Regions from separate parts of the Capsicum annuum genome. Here region 2 is linked to region 1. Evidence: chromatin contacts called from public Hi-C data. All regions are on one chromosome and are shown on one strand. The core of a region is the stretch at or near the end of the contact, and the rest is flanking DNA. Distances in the headings are between cores, read along the strand shown.

Region 1 (3,075 bases), core at 275-2,774:
AAGAAAATAGGAAAGAAAAAATTTGTTTGTATCATTTTACTCGACACAAAAGAGGGACAACCAGTATATATTCATGTGAGAAAATCAAATGCCAAAATGATATGTAATTGCTGAATTATTACTACCGTTACTAAGAAATACAAGTTAGTTATTATTGAATGAGAAAGATTGAAGGGTCAAAATGTAGTAACTCAAAATGATTTATGTTACATTTTTATTGGTGATTTAAAGTGAAAAATGTGCAAACAAGTATTTGAAGTTTACTAATTTAAATTGGAGAATATTCTGGAATGCAACTTCAAGCATTGAATTCCAAAAAATTATACTAACAATTCTATGTTCAAACATGATTTCAAAAAAAAATAAAAATGAAGACTATCCGTGGTCAATCGGGCCCCTATACTTCCCCCCATTTTGCATGATATCTTAAAATGTTTTTAAAAAGTAAAACAATGACAATATGGTCACCAAACTTTTTTGGTCACATTAAAGTACTGAACTTTAATTTACTCTCTATAACAGTAAACATTAAAATCACTTTGATTGCAAGTTTATTCAATGTGACAAAATAATTTTTCTTTTATATTCAGGTAAATATGTGCATGACAAAATTTATCTGATTTTATAAAATAATAGAAAAACAATGAAAGAATATAGATCAGAGGTGAAGAAGCTAGCAGAGAAAGTGATGGTAGTAATGGATGAAAACTTAGTTTTAACAAAAGGTGACATCAAGAAAGCCTTCAATGAAGGGGACAATAATATTATTAATGGTGCATTTTTTGGGACAAAAGTGAGTCATTACCCACCATGTCCACATCCAGAAAAGGTGAATGGTCTAAGAGCTCACACTGATGCTGGTGGTGTCATTTTGCTCTTTCAAGATGATCAAGTTGATGGACTTCAAATCCTTAAAGATGGCCAATGGATCGATGTTCTACCTCTTCCCAATGCCATTGTTATCAACACAGGTGATCATCATCATGTCACTTAACTAGAAATAATGATTTAGCTAGTCTAAGTTTTCAAAAATCTAATGCTTCATTTATTTCATATGTACTTGGAAGGTTTGACATAATAGATGTATCATTAATCTCTATATTGAGATATGAATTTCATCAACGTATAATTTCACTAATATATATTGTCATCATTCAACCTGTTTGATCCATCCTAGGATCTTACCTTTAATTAATCAGAATGACAATTTACATATGTACTAACCATGATAGTTATATCAGGATTGAGAATCTAATAAAATATATTTAACAATTTAGATAATATATTTTCGATCTCTACTTGATCATGCCCAATACATATAAAATACACTAGCACGAGAAGTTAAAGTTTTATCATTTTTGCAAGCAAGACAGGATTATCTTAGCTCTGTGCTACATCATTCCTTTTAAAGTATGATTCAACTTTTATGCCCAATAACAAAAAGGCACACATATAAAGCAGCCAAATACAATACTATTAAAGTATCAAACTTATTAACTACCTATAATACCCTTGACCAGCGAGCAGGCATGACGACCAAGACCTACTTGCTTGATCACACTTATATATAGTACTAGATAATTAAGGGTCCTTTTATGGACCCAATATTACAACTTTAAATATATTTAATTAATTTTTTAAAAATAATTATTAATTATTTTAATCAAACACAATAGAAATTGATAATAGTGATCACATTTTATACTTTTATTTTATAAAACCTATAAATTACAACTGAATTACCTACTTAACCTTAAAATATAATATGCCCTAATGCTTTTTTTAACTTTAGGCCTAATGTATTCTCTTGAATTAAACAACTATTTTTAATGTTTTTCTTCTTTTGACTTTATTTGAAACTATACAAGAAAATAAATTAAAATTATAAATGTCAATATATTAAAAATTTATTTGATTTAACGATAATTTTTTTGACATAATTATTTGATAATTAAAAAAATAAATATCTTGAGATAGGTTAACAATTATAAATTTTAGCCCACTAAATTACAAGTAAAAAAAAATTAAATTACTGCATTATATATTCTTAAGATATGATTTACATAATTAATTCCACATATTTTTTATAAATTTACTTGTAGAATTTCATGCGTGACAGTATTTGTTGGGCTAAAAATTAATAATATGTAGAAAGTTGGAACATTGGAAATAGTGGCGGAGTTATTATTTTCACTTAGAATTTTTGAGATATAAAAAAGTAAATATACAAAGCAATAAAAAAATTCAACATCTACCATATAAAAATAAAAAATACTTTTAGTTCTATATAAACAATCTAATATTTTGTGGAAGAGTCGAATGAACACAACAACCTTATTTAACTCCCCCTTAATTGAAAATACATATGATTGCAAGAGATGCTATCTTTGTATAAGTTTAAATTTATTTGAAATAATACTTTGGACATAATATAGTTGAATAAGTTGACATTTAAAATAACAAAAATTGTTATTAGCCACACAACGACCCACAAATGGAGATGACTATAATTGAACCATCTAGCTATAAAATTACATTAATACCCTTGGTCGTCCCCTAACTCATATATAATATATAGTAGAAATAGAAACTAGCAGGAGAAGTTAAAGCTTTACCATTTTTGCAATCAAGACAAATTATCTTAGTTCTTGTGCTACATCATTCTAATGACTTTTTAAAGTTTTCATCTACAATTGTGAACAATAACAACTTAATCTTCGGTAGACAAATATAAATTCTATATACCAAATTGTCTGCTATATAAATTGAGGACACATATATGACACGATGATCTATTTGTATAACACTTTGGTAGATTGAATAACGAAAACAAACAATTGTGCCACAAAGAATGCTATGACTAAATGATTAGTACAGCATATTATAAAAGTAACTTCCTAAATTAGCCTATGTTAGATTCAACATCAATTAAGCTCATTCCATATCTTTGTATACACATGCAGGTGACCAAATTGAAGTGCTTAGCAATGGGAAATACAAGAGTGTTTGGCACGGTGTTTTGTCAAAACCAGATGGGAATAGGAGATCCACTGCTTCCATTCTATAATCCTTCAT
Region 2 (3,394 bases), core at 718-3,217, 34 kb before region 1:
AGTTTGAAGGTTGACAGACAAGCACAAACATAAAAGGCGTAGATAAACATAACAAGAACTATTAAACTGACTGATACTATCGTGCCATTTAACCAGAAAATATGGATGAATAAGAATTTGATAAAGATAACATGCGCCATTAAACTGTGGTATCGCCAACCAACATATGGTTATTAATTTTATATGTGGCCACAGAGGAATCCTGCCAAAGTAAATGAAAAGTCATTAGTATATGCAGGAGGAGTAGTTTCTCATGTCCAACCATGTATACTACACAATTTTACCCATTGCTTCTAGAAACTCTCTAGCTCTTGAATCCTCAACTTCTCAGCAAGAGAATTTAAGAAATACAAGCAAGATCACTAGAACAGACTTATAACTACCAACATAGACGAGTAACTTATATAAGTACAACTACATATCCAGTATACTCCCACAAAGTGAGTAACTTATATAAGGGTGTTATAAAAATTTTTGTGGGAATACACTGGGTTTGTTGTTGTTGTTGTTGTTATAAAAATTTGACGTTCACTTGAAAAAGATTATGTCAAAATTCAATGAGTTAATATAAGGGGATGCATCCAGACACAATGTCAGTAACAAGCTTGAGAATTTGCATATGAAGCTTATACTCGTTCCGTTGGATTTAGTATCAAGTAGATAACTGCCTAGAAGGTGAGGCCAAAAAATAGACGATAGCATAAGTTCATTAATTATTACTCCCTCCGTTTCAGAATAAGTGAATTGTTGGGGTATTTATTGGTGTTTCAAAATAAGTGAATCATTGAATGTTTTTTCAAATTTACCCTTATGATTTGACAACCAATTACAAAGGTATTACAAGGTCAACTTTTTCTTTTTTTAGGGGTAAAAATGGAAAGTTGTGTTAAATTTATGTCTTTAATGCTTTTTCCTTAATCTGTGTGCCAAAATCCAACAATTCATTTATTATGAAATGGAGGAGTAATGTCTTACTGAAGTTAATCTAGTTAATAGTCTAAGTGTAAGTCAAAGAGTTCCAATTTATTTCCATATGATTTAAAGATGATTATGAAAGGAATAGACGTAAAGTAAAGGTTACAAATTATAATATATGCAGCTAAATAAGATTACCACAGCACATTACCATTGAATAAGTTTCTCAAATAGGTGCTCAAAGAGAGAAATAAAGGAAAAGATGGTCCAATATGTGACTAGCTTCCTCATGTGATACTTGGAGCCAGTCTCAATCGCTCGTATTGATGCACATCTGCCGTTGGTTCAACAAAAGAATTGGTAAACGTCACCAGTAACCAAGCAAGTTGGAAATGAAATCATTCAACATTTGAAATTTTGTTATGCCATTTAGCGAAGGGGTTTCAATTGAATACCCTTGGCATAAATATTACACATATGCCAAACGTATAAAACAACTTTGTATATACTCCTTGGTTAATGTGCAAACTAGGCTTGAAAAGATAAAAAAAAAAAAAGAAGAAGAAGAAGTTATATAGATAATGAGTATGGAGTAAGGGAGATTTCTCACACTTACAGAGGATAGCCCAGAGCTAGTGCAGGCCTGCAAATATGGTAGATCAGGAAAACAAGACCAGTATGAATACATGCAAAATACGTAGAATCATGAAAATACGAATAATGTTTTAGAAAAGTAGGAATTCGGAAGATTCAAAGCTAAAGACTTGCTAAATTTAGCCTTCTTCTTCACTAAATTTTCATCTTTAGCCAAACAACATACTGAATAAACGAAATTAATTTACCAAGCTAGGAAATCCATCAAGTGAAGCGTCAATCTGAGAAGACCCATTTTGAAAAGAAAGAAAAATCTCTTCTTTAGCTTTCCTTTGTTACAATTTCCTCAGCTGGAGTTGTATGATCAGAGGGAAAGGAACACAGATTGTACCTCACAATCGACTTTTGAAGAGGGAAGTGGAACAGCTTTTCTAATAGGTCTTTCTTTTTCCAGTAATAACAGAAATACCCTAATAAATAGTGTGGTTGTAAAGAGGAAACGTCAGACCTATTTTGGAAAATTAATACTTAGAAGTAAAATTGACCTGCCTTTCTATGTTCCAATCAAATAAAAGCATTGAGTATTCATTTTATCTTTTTCTAATTACAATTCTGCCAAATTGTAATTAACACCCTAACTATACATTATCGTGTGTTAAAAATAACAACAGTCCCAACTAAAAGAGACTCCTACAATGGTGATTTCTTTTCTAATATATTTTTTATAGTCATATTACTTTACTTTGCCAAAAATAGCAACAATCCTAACCAAAAGAGCAACAATCTTAAGCAAAAGAAGGCATGTACCATGAAATTTTTTAAAAAAAATAGCAACGATCATAACCAAAAGAGGACACCTATGATGATAATCTCTTTAAAAAACTATACTTATTAAAGTCATAATAATGAAAGGAAAGAGTGAAATGACAATTTTTAAAAAAATAACAACGGTTTTAATCAAAAAAGAGGACACTATGATCGTCATTTCTTTAAAAAATATACTCTTTCATTATCAAAAGAGGACACCTATAATTGAAGAAAAGATGACGATTTTGTTTAAAGCGGAGACTTTTAATAAAGGGCAAACAGTTCAAACAACTTTTCTAAGTTTCTTCACACTTTTAATATATCATAAATATAAATAAATATAGATAGATTGTAGATTATATATATAGATTATAGATATTGACATGGATTATAGATTATAAATTATAGATTATAGGTATACGTGTGTCTTAAGTCAGTCAATTAAATTATATAAATAAGAACTACATTATTAAAAAAGTTTGACGTTAAAATAAATGTTATATCTATTTAAATGATATATAAATAATATTATATCTCAAATATATTATGTGTCTCACTTGATCTTCTTTTTCTTTTTGGTTGTTATAGTTGTTTTATCATGAAGAATTTAAAATTATAACTTGTTTTATAGGAGTTTTAACATAGAAAAAAAAAATCGTAATTCATAAATTAAAACAGATTCAATTTTTGACTTATAAATAATTTGTACTATGGTTTTAATATATTGCTCATACGGCAACTTTTTATGTGATAGGAAACTTTAATTTGCCAAAATTAATGATAGTAAACCAATAGATATAATAATTGCTTTTGGTTAGGAAATTTAGCGCGACCATAAAATACGTTATTAAATATACGTTTTAATCTATTTTAATATATTAAAAAGAATCAAGAATCTTAAATTGTGAAATTCAATCGTGAAATATTTTGATTGTATGCATTAATATCAAACGCATGTTGTATCATATTAATATACAAAAAAAAAATATTTTTTTCATCCCAAAAGTATAATGTGAACCTTTTCAGTGTTCAGATATTATAAATTTGTGGTTAATCAAATCCATTTTGTTATCATCGT

What was found. A called contact is a pair of places that touch in the nucleus more often than the background predicts.
Region 2: a Hi-C map of leaf shows a contact between it and region 1, with 3 times the contacts expected there. The contact joins the promoter of LOC107873018 here to the enhancer-like site in region 1. A contact is called at or near these places in 4 of 5 Hi-C or Micro-C datasets (bud, leaf and placenta).

The regions. Positions count from the first base shown.
Region 1 is chr6:170,050,595-170,053,669 of UCD10Xv1.1, reverse strand. It overlaps the pseudogene LOC107874079. Among protein-coding and RNA genes, the nearest start is that of LOC107873017, 16 kb to the right of the region's middle. Within about 2 kb of position 1,524, at least 1 of the 5 cell types and tissues checked has an H3K27ac peak or open chromatin away from gene starts, as enhancers often do.
Region 2 is chr6:170,084,251-170,087,644 of UCD10Xv1.1, reverse strand. LOC107873018 reads right to left here and starts at 1,967. Exons shown (of 8, transcript XM_016719710.2): 1 at 1,758-1,967; 2 at 1,532-1,558; 3 at 1,127-1,249; 4 at 1-202. The coding sequence starts at 1,804.